Linked DNA regions of Mus musculus: region 1 is linked to region 2. The links are chromatin contacts, called in public HiChIP or PLAC-seq maps. All regions are on one chromosome and are shown on one strand. Each heading gives the region's core, a stretch centred on a gene start, on an enhancer-like site or on the middle of the called end of the contact. The rest is flanking DNA. Distances are from core to core; before and after follow the strand shown.

The links. HiChIP or PLAC-seq counts read pairs in DNA pulled down with a chosen protein or histone mark.
Region 1: an H3K27ac HiChIP or PLAC-seq map of extraembryonic endoderm stem cells shows a contact between it and region 2, with 5 times the contacts expected there. The contact joins two enhancer-like sites. A contact is called at or near these places in 1 of 15 datasets of contacts at CTCF or cohesin (the NIH/3T3 cell line), 3 of 484 Hi-C or Micro-C datasets (bone marrow-derived macrophages, epidermal suprabasal cells and reprogramming fibroblasts), 2 of 115 datasets of contacts at active chromatin or transcription factors (embryonic stem cells and extraembryonic endoderm stem cells) and 1 of 9 other capture datasets (embryonic stem cells).

Annotation. Positions count from the first base shown.
Region 1 is chr17:81,013,412-81,020,335 of GRCm38.p6, reverse strand. No RefSeq gene overlaps it. Among named protein-coding and RNA genes, the nearest start is that of Thumpd2, 48 kb to the left of the region's middle. Within about 2 kb of position 4,980, at least 9 of the 459 cell types and tissues checked have an H3K27ac peak or open chromatin away from gene starts, as enhancers often do. A contact at or near this core is called in extraembryonic endoderm stem cells, where this site is marked.
Region 2 is chr17:80,641,654-80,648,810 of GRCm38.p6, reverse strand. It overlaps Map4k3 (mitogen-activated protein kinase kinase kinase kinase 3), which reads left to right. Exons shown (of 34, transcript NM_001290345.1): 9 at 3,966-4,097; 10 at 4,257-4,319; 11 at 4,403-4,484; 12 at 4,569-4,679. Among named protein-coding and RNA genes, the nearest start is that of Cdkl4, 68 kb to the right of the region's middle. Within about 2 kb of position 2,445, at least 12 of the 459 cell types and tissues checked have an H3K27ac peak or open chromatin away from gene starts, as enhancers often do. A contact at or near this core is called in extraembryonic endoderm stem cells, where this site is marked.

The sequences.
Region 1 (6,924 bases), core at 3,731-6,230, 370 kb before region 2:
GCATAAACAACTCACTCATGGTGATGTGTGGAAAGGAGTACTTTACAAAAATGTCTGCTATACCACAATAAATACACTCCTCAACAGTTTTTAACTCTCAGATTCATGCCCTAAAAGCAACAGAATTTCTTTTTTAAAAATAATAAATTAGGTTGGGCAGACCAACCCAAACCTTTATAGCCTTGCAATCTGGGTGCTCACAGAAACGCCAGTCTTAGGAAACCTGCTAGTGCAAACGTGGGAGGAGTGGCAAACACACATGCATTACTTGAGCCCGATAGTTGAAAACCAAACTGGATAACATAACAAGACATTTCCCCCTAGACGTCCCTTTAAAGACCTAGTACAGTAAGACCTAGTACAAGAAAAGGACCATTAGGCCAGAGAGATGACTGTGGACAAAGTGCTTGCTGTGCTTGTGTGAGGACCAAACTTCAGACCTCCAGAACCCACATAAGAACTGGTGGCTATGGCAGCCACATAGAGTCCCAGAGTGTGAGGGGCAGAGATAGAAACACCAGAGCAAGCTGTCTGGCCCAACTAAGAAGCTATAGAATAAATCTCTGCCTCAGTATACAGAGAGATGTAGAGAAGACACAAAATTGACCTCGGGTCAAAATGGGGTCCCTCATCCAGCCCAAGGCTTGGACCAGGGCAAGGAGGACACAGGGAGTTTGACTGCGTGCACCCTGGGCAGCCAGGCTGTGAGAAGCTGCAGGACCCCACTCTTGGGGTTGGGGAAGGTGCAGTCTGGGGTCCCCCTGGAACTGTTGGAATTGGCTCGGGGTCCCTGGGCTGCTTGGAGGCCTAGTACAACAGGTTCTCAGGCACTTGGACATCCCAGACACTGTTGTATGCCACGGAAGAGCTGAGAACAGAGTGGGGGCCCGCAGGCTCTGGCCCAGGGCCAAAGGGAAAAGGGCAGGAGAGCGCTCCGGCTGGGTCCCATGGGTTGGCTGGCAGCAGGGCAGCTTCCTGGTGGGAGGTTAGATGTGAGGCTCTATAGGAGAAGACCTGCTCCATTCCTCCATCAAGGCAGATCCTGATGAGAAGAGGCAGTCCATGGTTTTAAGGCGTTTATTGTAGAAAGGGAGAAGAGTAGAGAAGTAGGGACTGGCCATGGCCACATGGAGAGAGGGGGGAAGGGAAGGCAGAGAGGCGGGGGAGCAAGAGGGCAAGAGAGAGAGAGACAGAGACAGTGAGGGAGGAGGAGGAAAGCGGTTCCTTTTATAGTGGGCTGGGCCTACGTGGCTGTTGCTACCTGGCTGGTAACTGTGGGGGTGGAGTCCTGACAGCCTACATGACTGAAGGCCACTGAATTATGGCGCCTAGTGTCTGGGATCCTATGGCAAACTTCCTTCCGTCCCTTGCAGGGTCTCCGGGGCTTAAACCTAGCTCGACCAGAAAGCAGACTGCCTTTCACAGCCCCATGCATGCCCATGCCATACATATTCAAATAAAGATATTCACACTCCCAATGAATAATACATTAGTAAATAAAGGGCTTTCGTTTTCCAGGAAGAGGACAAGGTCTCCATGACACCTTGAGCATGGAGCCACTGAGCTGCACAGAGGAAATATGGCCAAGGTGATAACTTTGTTTACCTGTGGCTTGCTCAGTCTCCTCATTGTTCTCGAGTTTGATATTCTGGTGTTCATAATCAATAACACAGAATGTTAATATGCCACAGGGGAGATAACTTATTAGAAAACACTTTAATGGCACCACCCCCTCCTTGGCAGTAAGAGAGTGCCCATTATAGAGACAAGCGACTGAGTCCATTGTAGTGTGAGGCAGACGCTCGACAGTGAGCGGACATGGCAAATGTACAGTGTGGAAAGTCTCTCTCTCTACTTCACTTTTCTCAGTGAAAATGAAATGGAAACTTACAAAAGGCAATCACGGGACCCTCTCTTTGACCCGTGAAGGAGGGCTGTCTACTAACAAGGGCCAAGGCCACATGCCTTATGCTTCCATACCTACCAAAATAGCTACCAGCAGTGAGGCCATTTCAGTCCAAAAGCTGGAGGCATCAGTACCACCAGAAAGGGAGGCGCAGATGTTCACTGCAGCTCTTTGGCATCTGAAGGCACCCCATGTCACCTCTGGGGTTGCCGCTCTCATTTCCTGGAAGCCTGGTAAGAGAGTCTCCAGCTGGTTCGGGCCTCGCTGTCAGCAGCTCCACATTAATGTCCTTATGACCTGAGAGATCTAACCGTGCCCAGAACATCTGTGGCAGATCCCAATGGGAGCCAGCACAGCTGCAGCCTCTTAACCTCTAGAGCGATGCCAAGCTCTAGCCTACAAGTAATTATTCTGCTTTGGGGAACAACCCCTTGTTTGCTACCTGGTCTTGACTTCAGACACTATGTAACCATCTTACCTGCAATGCATGTCTGGAACTGGGAGTGATTTGTCCTACCAAGCGGCACCTCATTTCTCAGTGCAGAGCTCCATGGGACTGCAGGGAAAGGAACTCTGCATTGTGTCCTGGCTAGATGCCTCCCACCACACCGCCACTACTGGACACCCTCTCTCTCATAGTCTCCCAAGGAATTAGCTACAGGAAGCTTGAAAACATCAGCAAGTGAAATCTGGCTTAAAGGTAACTCTGCAGGCTTTTCTGGTACCTGCAGGGGCATTTGAACCCCACTCCTAGTGAGGGGATGTGGGAAAGTCTTCCTAGGGATCCAAACTTGGAGCTGTGCACTATGCACTACTACCAAGGCATACTTTGCTCAAAGTCGAGATGTTCTGAAAGGCATGTTCTTGCCGTGTCACGGTGGAGACTACCTATATAGAAGATATGGAGAGAAGAGGAATATGTGTGAGTCTCTCACAGTGCCATGGCAGGAGAACATCAGTACCCCCACTGGAATGACCTCAGAGGCCCCACTCCTACTTGATACAGAGGGCTCTGTATCAAGTAGGAGCTCATCTTCCCTGTGCCCTCTAGATGTCAGTCTGTTCCTTTCCCCGGCCTCCTTGGTTCTTGCTCAGGACCTCAAATGGGCAGGGATGGAAGCAATTCATTAGAGCAACAATGACTTCTCACCAGACTGAAGTGGCTACTGCCAGTTCCAATTAAATTTTAGTAGTAGTAGCCATCTGTGAGACTTGTAACACAGTAAGGGGAAAAGGGGGTTCCATGAGAGACCCTTGGGCAATACTTTGCTGGAAAAAAACCATTTCTTCTGTTTATAGAGCCTCCATCAATCAACACACTCTGTGTGCACAGAGAACTACCTTATTCACAGTTGTGTATTTCCATACATTATGGGGCTTCTCACCAAGAAGCTCGGGGCTGCGGGGGAGGGTGACAAAATGACAGACACCCCATAGGACTCCTTGTTTGTATCCTGTCACCTGAAGCAGACATTATTTCTGCCAGTCCTTTCAAAAGCTCTACCAGCAGAGACCATTCCAGGGAGGCTGAGCGTCCGTCGGGGAACGCTGGCTTTATTGTCTTTTGCTTTTCCTCTTTAAGCCCTTCCTACCGTGCTTCCTCATCTTCTGGCGGAGGGGTGGGCGCTCGCATCCAAGCTTCTCCTGGTTTTCTTTTAGCTCAGCACTAGCCCCTATCTTATATACATGTCGTGTACGATAACGTTCTATCAATAAAGGAAGATGCCGTATCTTGAATAAAAGACTTTCAGATCCACCGGAGGTGCCTTTTCTTTCCTCAAAAAGGCCATTCATCAGCTGACGCTATAGCTCCAACGTTGGCAGAGGGCTGGCCCAGAGTGATGAATACCAGGCACGTGGTAAAGGGACAGGGGGTCCACTTCTACTATACTGAAACTTTTGGTGGGGGGAGGGGCAAAGTTCAAGACAGGGTTTCTCTGTGTAGCCCTGGCTGTCCTAAAACTTAATATGTAGACGAGGCTAGCCTTGAACTCACAGAGATCTGCCTGCCTTAGATTGCTGGGATCAAAGGCGTGTGAAATCCCCACCAGGCTACTACATTGAAACCTAAAAAGTCACTTGGAATGACATCGTCTAGCAAAAGGAAGCATGTAATTGCTACAAAGATAAATATAGAAGCAGAAGGAAGGTTTCATTGTGACACTTCATGCAAACATATCCTTGTACTTTGTCACATGCATTCCTCCCTCCCCATCTCTAATCTTCCCTCCCCTCCTTCACCCATCTCCACAGGAAGCAACACACACACACACACACACACACACACACATACACACACACACCACACCTTCCCTTGTGCTTTCAAGGCTTGGTCTGTTAAAAGTCATGTTGTTGTTCCCTCTAGAGAGCAATGTAGTCAAGCATGAGGATACCAGCCTGTGGCATGCTGCGTGTTCTATGAATCAATGACCAATAGATGGCGCTGCTTCTCCCATAGTCAGGATAAGGAGTCCAGAGCTGAAAGTGAGAAGACTCCACCATAGCACTCCTAACTACCCTACTGAAACATCTGTATCTCACCACTGGAGTGTCTGGTTGTCCTGGCTTTGTGGTCTGAAGACCTCTTATTCCAGGACTGTCACCCATCTCATGAAGAGTCAGGACATATTCCACAGAATCTCTTGATCTCATCCTCTCATAAAAAGATCCATTATATCACAGCAAATAACCGTCAGCATCCTCCCCACCCGGGCCACCGCAGCCTGGGGCCTGCTTTATCCGACAACTGTGATAAAGGAGCCTTTCCTATGGGAAAACACACAAGCTTCTCTGTGCCAGATATCTGAATTTAGTCTTCTGTACCTTTCCAGAAATTGTCTGGGAACCCAGTTTCTCTGTGTCTATGTATCTAGATCTACTGACCCTGGGGTCACATGATACATTACAGCCTCTTCCTAGGTAGGGATAAAAAGCAGAAAGTAAGCATCGGTTTTGTGGGAATCTGAGTTTAAATGAAGACAGCCCCTCTTTCTGGAGAAAGTGATTCCCTCCCTCAAGTTCCCAGATACTAATAATTCACTGCGAGCAGCCAGAGTCATTCGCAGAACAACCCTGTCCTTTACGTAACTGTTCTGAAAGAGGATTTCCTGCCAGGAGACACAACAATGAAGCTACTGGATAAGGAGATATCGATTGTTTTGGATTCATCATTCCTACGGATAAAGAAACACAAAGGACGTTAGCTGTGTGGGCTGGAATGCTTTTCAGTGCTCAGGGACAGGTATGTCTGTCTAGCATGCAAGTGTCAGCCTCCATTCCCACACGGCAAGATCAGAGCTGAGCCTAAGACTGCCTTGTGGGTGATTTATTTGGGGGTGGAAGCCCAGAAGGAGTGAATGGGGAAAGAGGGAAAGTTAATCCAGGATACACTGTCGAGCAGAAGCAACTGTGATGAGTTCTTCCACCCAACGGACAAGAGAAGAGGGTGCCTACCCACCAGCTCATACCGACCACTAGTCCGATAGCACATCCTTTCACTCCTTCCGCTGTTTTTAAGATTTAAACGTCACAGTCTAATCCACTATCCACAGGATGTAATATAGAGGGAAAATTGAAACTGCGCAGAAATAATGTTCTTGAAATGTGAGTGTCCATGACCCTTGTCATAGAACAGAGGGTGGGATGGGTTCTTGTGTGGAGGAAAAATAACTATGTTACATTATGTGGGAACAGTGGGTACTTGGAAAAATCTTAAGGATAAAGTAAGAATGGACGTCAATTCCAAAGAACACACTGAATTAGCAAATCATCATATTTTCAGGTTACCAGGGCATTTTCCAGCACTGGGGGGTACTTGCCACCCCCAAAGGCAGAATGCCAGTCTTTTCAACCTCTATTCTATAGAAGAAACTTACCAATACAGATGTGGATGTTTGTAGCCAACCATTAGACTGAGCACGGAGTCCCCAATGGGAGAATTAGGGGAAGGACTGAAGGAGCTGAAGGGGTTTGCAACCCATAGGAAGAACAATAATATCAACCAACCAGACCCCCCCCCCCCAGAGCTCCCAGGGACTAAACCAACAACCAAAGAATACTCATGGCTCCAGCTTCATATGTAGCAGAGGATGGCCTTATCTGGCAACAATGGGAGGAGAGGCCCTTGGTCCTGTGAAGGCTTGATGCCCCAGCGTAGAGGAATGCTAATGTGAGGCAGAAGGAGGCAATGGGTGGGGGATCACCCTCATAGAGGCAGGGAGGACGGAAGGATGGGATAGAGGGTTTGAAGAGGGGAAACCTGGAAGGGGAATAACATTTGAAATGTAAATAAATAAAATAACCAATAAAAAATTTAGAAAGAAAAAAAAGAGAAAATGCACACAGTTCTGAAGTTTTCTGAATCCCCCCACCCCCCAACTGATGGTGTAGGTGTAATAGTTTCTAAAGTTTTTTTCCCCCTTCACCAGCACATGGTTCAGGGTTATGCCCACATACACAAGAGCACCTACTGTCGCGCATACTAGATTCAGCTAGCTCTTATTGGAAGTAAACAAATAAATGCTTGTGGGTCTGAGAATGGAAAAGAGACACTCAAAAAGTCACACTGGAAACAGACAGCTGTCAGGGGAGACGTGGACTTTCAGTGTAACCCAAAGCCCATTAAGGATTCCAAATAAACTGCACTTCAAGAGCAACTGTTCTCGTCAATATTAGATAAATATGACTGTTCAGGGAGCTATGCATGGACAGCTTTGGACTAAATGTGTAAGATGCAGAGTCTTGACAGAGAGACCCTGCTAATTAAGACATATCAAGTGGGTGTTTTCATGTGTCCGTACATTTTGCTTTGTGAAAGTGTGTTGCTCTTTCAAATCTCTTATTCCTTCCTTCCTCCAGCCAGCCACGAGGCATTTATGGAGTACCAGCTTGGCATCAGACGCTGGGTAAAATGGCCTTTCCTGAGTCACTGCCATGATTGTTCAAAAGATAGCCAGACTGATGGCTGGTTTGTGATGAAGAGGAATATTCATAACCAAGGGAAAGGATTGGCTGAAGCC
Region 2 (7,157 bases), core at 1,196-3,695:
CATCTCTAGTCTGACTCCTCAGTACACAACGGTGCTACTGGGGTTTTGTGTTGTTCTAAGCAGGGAGCATGATAAATATCATTTCTTATACAATTTTTTAAAGGCAACTAGAGCTAAAACAGCTCTGTCTTTTGCTGGCCATTATTTGTAGACTTTGTTGTAAGAGTTGAAGATTCCAGCTCATTCATTTGTCTTGCAGTTGTCTTGTTCTTGCAGTGTTCTTGCTGAATCAGTTAGTAGTCTGCCATCACTCTTCACTGTTTTCCTGAGTCCTCTTGTTTTTAAATTGCTTATATCTTCTCTTAATCTCCTGTAAGACATCCCATTCCTCCTCACATTGCCCAATTCTGTAAGATGTGCCTGTATGATTTTCTATGCCTGTAAAGCCTGCCAAGTTACTAGTGCTGTATGTGCGTGCGCACACAGGAACTTAACTGCATGCCCGGCCAGCACTCTACAATTGAGCTACATGGCCGTGCTTTGCTTCCGGGTGTGATCCCTGGGAGCTCCTTTCTTATATTCTAAGTCTTCTTCTTTGACCTGCTTTGAATTATGTTTTAGTCTCTTTCCGTAAATGGTGTATGGGTGTAAGAGCTTTAGGACTTTGTATTTCTGGCTTCACATTTGACTGGGTTTAAAGCGCTAGGTTAGAATATTTGAGGCATTTGTCCGTGGGCTTCTGTGATGCCATGTGAAGCCATCATGATGTAATGTAGTGCACCCCTCCTCCCATGGTGACACCTCATATTTTCATATTCCGTGATGGTTCCTGGTGTTTCCATATCCTAGATATTGTGTTTGGTTTTGACCTTCATTCGTTCATGCTTGTCATTTGGTGTTTATTTCAGAGACGAACACCTTTCCCATTCTAGACGGTCCTCCTGGGAGGTATTTCTCTGGTGTTGACATGGTTGTCTCTCTGCTGCATTTCTTCCTGCTCTCTCTGGGATGTCTAAAGTCATGCCTCAGGCCACTTGAATCAACCCACAAGTTTTCTCTTTTTCTCCCACTTCATTTTTTTGGAAGTTTGTTTTTGTTTGTTTTTCTTTGAGGTTGGATTTCATTATGAAGATCTGGCTGTCCTGAAACTGACTGAAACCAGGCTGGCCTTGAACTCACAGAGATCTGCCTGCCTCAGCTTCCCAAGTATTGGGATAAAAGGCATGACCCACTCCAAACTAACTCTCCCACTTAAAGAAAATATGCTATGTTCAAGATTAAGGTGAATCTCTGCGAGTCCAAGGCTAGCCTGGTGGTCTGTCTACAGAGCAAATTGCAGGTCTGCCAGTGTTTCAGAGTTGAGAGAGACAAAAAAAAAAAACCCTCATGTTTCTGTGGGAATTTCTCAGCATTTTAGGTTCATACTTGCACGATGGAGGCTTCCATCGAAAGTTTAAAAATCATTGTATGTTAGTTCATACCAAAGAGCAAGATGCTATAAGCCAGTTCTAGAACTGGGGATGGTATATATCCCTACAGTCCCAGTTTGGGGGAGACTGAGGCAGGAGACTCATTGGAGCCTGAGAGGTTGAGGACAGCCTGGAGCGAATTGAGCCTGTCTCAGAATATGAAAGCAAAGCAGACTCACATCACAGTGTACGGTAAAGGCGAGGTATGGGCCTGGTGGTTAATGTTCCCAAAGTGGACAGGCAGTGTTCTGTTCACAGACCTGCACAATTCCTGAGTGATCCCGTCATATTCCTACTTGTGCTGTGCATACAAGGACTGATTTCTGGGGCTCAGACGGTGACAGCAGGAGTCTGGGATTAATTATTGACACTTCAATGCCTTTCCTATCCTCAGCCAGCCTCAACCTGATTTTGTTAGTTTGTAACTCTACAGCATGTGGGTGGAGTCTCTGAGGCTAATCAGCTGTGAGTTCTCATCGTCTGCCTCCTTGGATTCCCTCATCTTGCTGTGTGATTTCATACTCCCTTTTAGTCTCTGTATCTCTAGGTAAGGTGTGTCTCCTAGGACCTCAAAGGGTATGTGTGTATGTTTCTCCTTATTCTGCTTTTCACTTATGGTTTGCTCTTAGAGAAGGAAGAGCTAGGATTTGAAGACAATGCATTACTCTTTCCAAGTACTCTCTGTCCAGTGTGTCTTTAAGCATCTAGAAGAACACCCACGTCTCAGGAGTCTCACCTGATTCTGTGCACATGCCTGGCTACTGTTTGCGCATGAGGACTGATCTTTCCATTCGGCTGTAAAGTGGTGAATACCTTAGAGCTTGTGGAGCTGTGCTTAGGCGAGGTTGGGTAACAGTCCTTCTCTGTCTCTGTCTAGCACAATGCCTTTCCCACCTTTATCTAAGAATACAGAATCTCCCTTGCAAAGTGATTAAGAATTAGTCAGGAAAGCCTGCTGAGGCAGGAGAACTGAGAGTTAGTGGTAAGTGTGCCCTTGGACATCTCCTGTGTGGTGGTGGAGCTGGCCCTTACTCAGCAGCCTTTGGTGGAGGGCCAAGGCCTTCCCTCCCTTTGAGCTGGTCACACTTTCCAGTGTACAGTTCTGTGATGGATGAACATCAAGATAAAACAGACCGCCGCCATCGGGAACATTTTCTGTTCCCGCCCTCCCTCTGGGGACTCCTGTGGCTCTGCTGCCCCTTCCCCAGACGTCCTGGTCCTGCGTATGGGGTCCCAGCTTGTGGAGCTGTCACAGTTCTTTGTGACACTTGTGCTCTTGCCTTTGTTGAAGGCATTTGGTTGTCTTTATAAACTTGTCTTGAACAGTTTTCTAAAACTCACTTTCATTTTGGTCATAGCTTAGTCTTCTTACCTTTGTAATAAGGGTGTTCGTTGGATTCATTGTGTGTGTGTGTGTGTGTGTGTGTGTGTGTGTGTGTGTGTGTGTGTGTGCACGTGCCCGCGCAGTAGCCAGCACACCTGACACATGGCTCGTAGGTGAGCGGGCACAGGTGACTTAGTGGAAGGAGAAGCACCACCCGCACTTTGGCTGCTGTGACACTGGCTGGCAGGCTGTGCTGGGAGAGGGCTGTGCTCTCTGAGGTCAGGGGCTGAGTGCTGCCCGCCCTCTAGGCTCCCCTCTCCTGTAGCCATGGTCAAGCTGCCTGTAGTTAAGCCCCAGCACTCTTTACATTACTGTCCTTGCCATGATTTGAATTTCCAGGAGGGAGATTTTGAGATCAAATTGCTTTTAAGAGCAAGTGTTTTGAAAGTTGCCGGTTTTTTAGTTTTATTGTAACTGAGCCGACTCCCCTGCGGTCGTGCGTGTGTAAGGCGTCCACTCGATGCTCTTTGGAACTGGAAGAGTTCCATGTTTATCTCAGTTGTTTCCAAAACTGGTTTGGGATTTCAAAGTTTGTGTATTTGAAAACTGATCATTTAAACAAGTCATTAGACTTAAACAGTAGCAAAGTTAAAAGGAATTAAAACGTTATCAAATTTGTAATTTCTCTCTGAACAAAATATTTTTAAAAAGAGGCACGCGTTTTGATAACTTTTCCATTATTGTAATGTAAACTTTTTAATTAAAAGCATTCAAAAGCTTATAGTAAATATAAACTAAATGCAAAATGTGAAAATTCTTGGTGCCCCAAGAAATGGTGACTGAGAGCAGTGGCTAGGCTGCAGGGTAGAGCTATAGGCATCGGATGAAACAGTTACGACCATTGGTTACAAAGGTTCTCTCCTTTATGGAATTTTGGGGAAGTCTTCCAGATGAGAACAACTCTGGGTCAGACACTGTCATCCTGGTAACTTTTCATAAACTTTGTAGTGTAGCCAACTGATGAAGCCGTCACTGGGGAGGCTGAGGCGTCTTCCAGGAGACATCAAGAATTTGAGGAAAGTGGGTCTGTTAAATATGGTAGATCTATTTTCAGACATCAAAGGACTAAACAGAATTCAATGTAGCTGTTAGTGAGTCTGTGCCTCTGGTAAGGTGCGCACAGGAAAGCACACTAAACACGAGGTTTGTGTGTCCTGGCTTATTTCCTGCAGGATGGCCCCAGAAGTCGCGGCTGTTGAGAGGAAAGGCGGGTACAATCAACTGTGTGACCTCTGGGCGGTGGGCATCACTGCCATCGAGCTGGCGGAGCTCCAGCCACCCATGTTTGACCTTCACCCGATGAGGTCAGTGTGCCTACGGCAAGCCCACGCTGACTAAAGCTTATTTAGTGTGTGGTGGGTCGGCTTTACCCTTGCTGGGAGTCTATAGGAATGTGTTCCTTCCTGTCCTGAGAATGAATGGGAGGTGTTAACTCTGTGCAAAACGTTTTATGTGTTTTTCAGGGCATTGTTTCTAATGACAAAAAGCAATTTCCAGCCTCCTAAACTAAAAGATAAGTTGAAGTGGTAAGTAACTGTTTATTGACTTTCATAGCAATGTGAGCAAAACGGAAGTTAAAATGCAGGAGTTTAATTTCATCCTTTCTTAGGTCAAATAGTTTCCATCATTTTGTGAAGATGGCTCTTACCAAAAATCCAAAGAAAAGACCCAATGCAGAAAAGCTGTTACAGGTATTGTTTTACCCTGAAACATTCATTTTCTTTCACAAGGTCAGATGTTTAACCAATGTCTAAAGTGTTCTGTGTGTTTTCTAGCATCCCTTTGTCACACAGCCTCTGACACGGTCTTTGGCAATCGAGTTGCTGGACAAAGTGAATAATCCAGACCATTCCACATACCACGATTTTGATGATGATGACCCAGAGGTAGGAATTGTTTTCACTAACTAGTACACGTAACTCTGTGTGTGTGTGCGTGTGTGTGCGTGTGTGTGTGTGTGTGAGTGTGTGTGAGAATAAAAGAATCATCTTTTTGATCTAGCTTAAACAAACTATTATTTTGTGAGGGTGACCAATTCTTCGTCCTGGGAAGTCATATTGGTCACTTGATGACATTTGTGGAAGAAGGCAAAGGCAAGCTGATTTAATACATATAAAGTCACTAGTTAGTTCAGAGTGGCCATGTAGGCATTTAATACATATAAAGTCACTAGTCACTTCAGAGTGGCCATGTAGGCATTTAATACATATAAAGTCACTAGTTAGTTCAGAGTGGTCATGTAGGCATTTAATACATATAAAGTCACTAGTCACTTCAGAGTGGCCATGTAGGCATTTAATGCATATAAAGTCACTAGTCACTTCAGAGTGGCCATGTAGGCTGCTTAGTCATCAGATGAGAAGCAACGCATGCCCTAGCCTTCCTGAAAGAACCCGTGTACCAGACTTCATAAGATACTGGGAGTTGGCTAAGATAGAATTGATGTGTTAGCAACTAAAACCATGATTCTCTCCTGTGGAAATAAAAACAAGCCAGCATGTATGCAGATATAAAGTTACCCTGACATGACAGGAACACTGGTATTAGTGGAAACCCATCTCTGTCAGCTTAAGAAAGCTGTGTGCCTGATCCCAACTCAGTATATGTGGCACAGCCAAGTTCTCTTCCTGCCTTCAGTCTGACTGCAAGGAACTCACAATGGTGAGTTGTGACTTGAAAGGCCATGGAAGGAAAAGAATTCTCTAAACAGGTAGATGTCAGATTGTCCTCGGGGACAGCCTTTGTCAATTCACCCTTGTCCTAGGTCACCATGTTCATACACTAATAATAGGCTCTCTCTTCTTAATAAGTTTTGAAAGGGAGTTGGAAGTATGAAAGTTAAGTGTGAAGTATATTTGATCTAATACTTGGGAGAAAATTGGTTTCAGTTATTTTGTGTAATTTTAGGAAACTTGGCTTTATACATTTAATTAGTCCTACATATGCAGGGTAGAGAGGCTGTAGCCTCTAGGCCAGGGTTGGGTACATGCTTGTAATCCCAGCACTTGGGGCTTGGAGGTGCTGAAGAGGAAGACTGTAAGTTCAAGGACCCTAGACCATGTAAGCTGAAATCCCGCAGTCTTAATAATCATGGGAATACTTGAGTTTTCCATGAGATTTTAAATTTTTGTCAAAACATTAACTCTTAGTATCAATTATATATATATATATATATATATATATATATATATATATATATATATATATATGGAAATAGATAATATTATGTAGTATTTAAGAATAATAGGAAGTAAAGCTAGTATTTGTGTATTTTATTTTCATTTTGAAAAATAATGTAGACCACTCAGCATCCAGCAGTCTGCTGAGCAGTAGCTACCCAGTCTCACCTTGTCCTGTGACTTCATGACACAGAGCAACAATGCTTTGATGCCATAGTCCTTTCTGCGTCTCCTTTCTAGTCACAGTCATGTTGGGATCCTGTGGTTTATATAGCAGTTGGTGAGCTGAAAATTAGGGATGGGGTTGTTCTTTGTGCAGTTACAGCTAGCATACTGTAGGAACCAAAGTCTGAGCCACATTGTAAGGAGCTGGTATCATTAAGAGCACGGTCACTGGGAAGTCATGCATGCCAACCCTGCAGGGCAAGGACCATTGCTTACTGCAGTGCAGGGCATTTGTATTAATGTCCTAGCTCAGCCTACTTGTAACTCAGCATGTCTGTTTTGAACTGTGTCCAAAGGCACAGGCACTATGCAGGAGGAATATTCTAAGTGTACCATGCAGCAGCAAAGGTGGGGGGTGTGGCACTTCACTTCATGATATAGATGTTTTCTGCAGCCGTGCATAGACCTCTTTAATTGAGACAAGTCTCCACGTATGTTCCAGGCTGCCTTGATCTCCCAGGCAAGCCTCAAGCCTGCAGTCCTTCTGCTTTGGCCTCCTGAACAACTGGGATGACAAGGCTGTGCCACCAGCCTCGACTCGGATCCTATTTAGTTTGCCTTACTGAGTCCAATAAGAACTTGAGCTTAGTGTTAATGAATTACATTTTCTTCTAAGAGCTGTCTCCAGCAGTGAGAGCCTCAAGGGGAGCCTTTCCCGTACAGGAAACTTGCTAGGCGTTGTTATCACCTGAGATGGATGCTACATCCTCTTCAGGTGGAGGATGGAGCTGCTGAGGGTTTCAAACATGGTCTCGTGAACCCCTCCGTTTGTGAGACCCCCGTGATTTCTGTAAGTGCAGGGGCTTATCCCTAGGATGCTTTTCTTAGGGGCAGTGGCTTAGGTTACCCTCAGTCCTTAGCTTGGTCTCAGTTCTAACAGAAGGGAAGAACAGAGGAAAACTGAGTCAAAGGGAGGAAATATGTCTCCTGACAAACAGATTGTCACGCTGCTTCAGCATC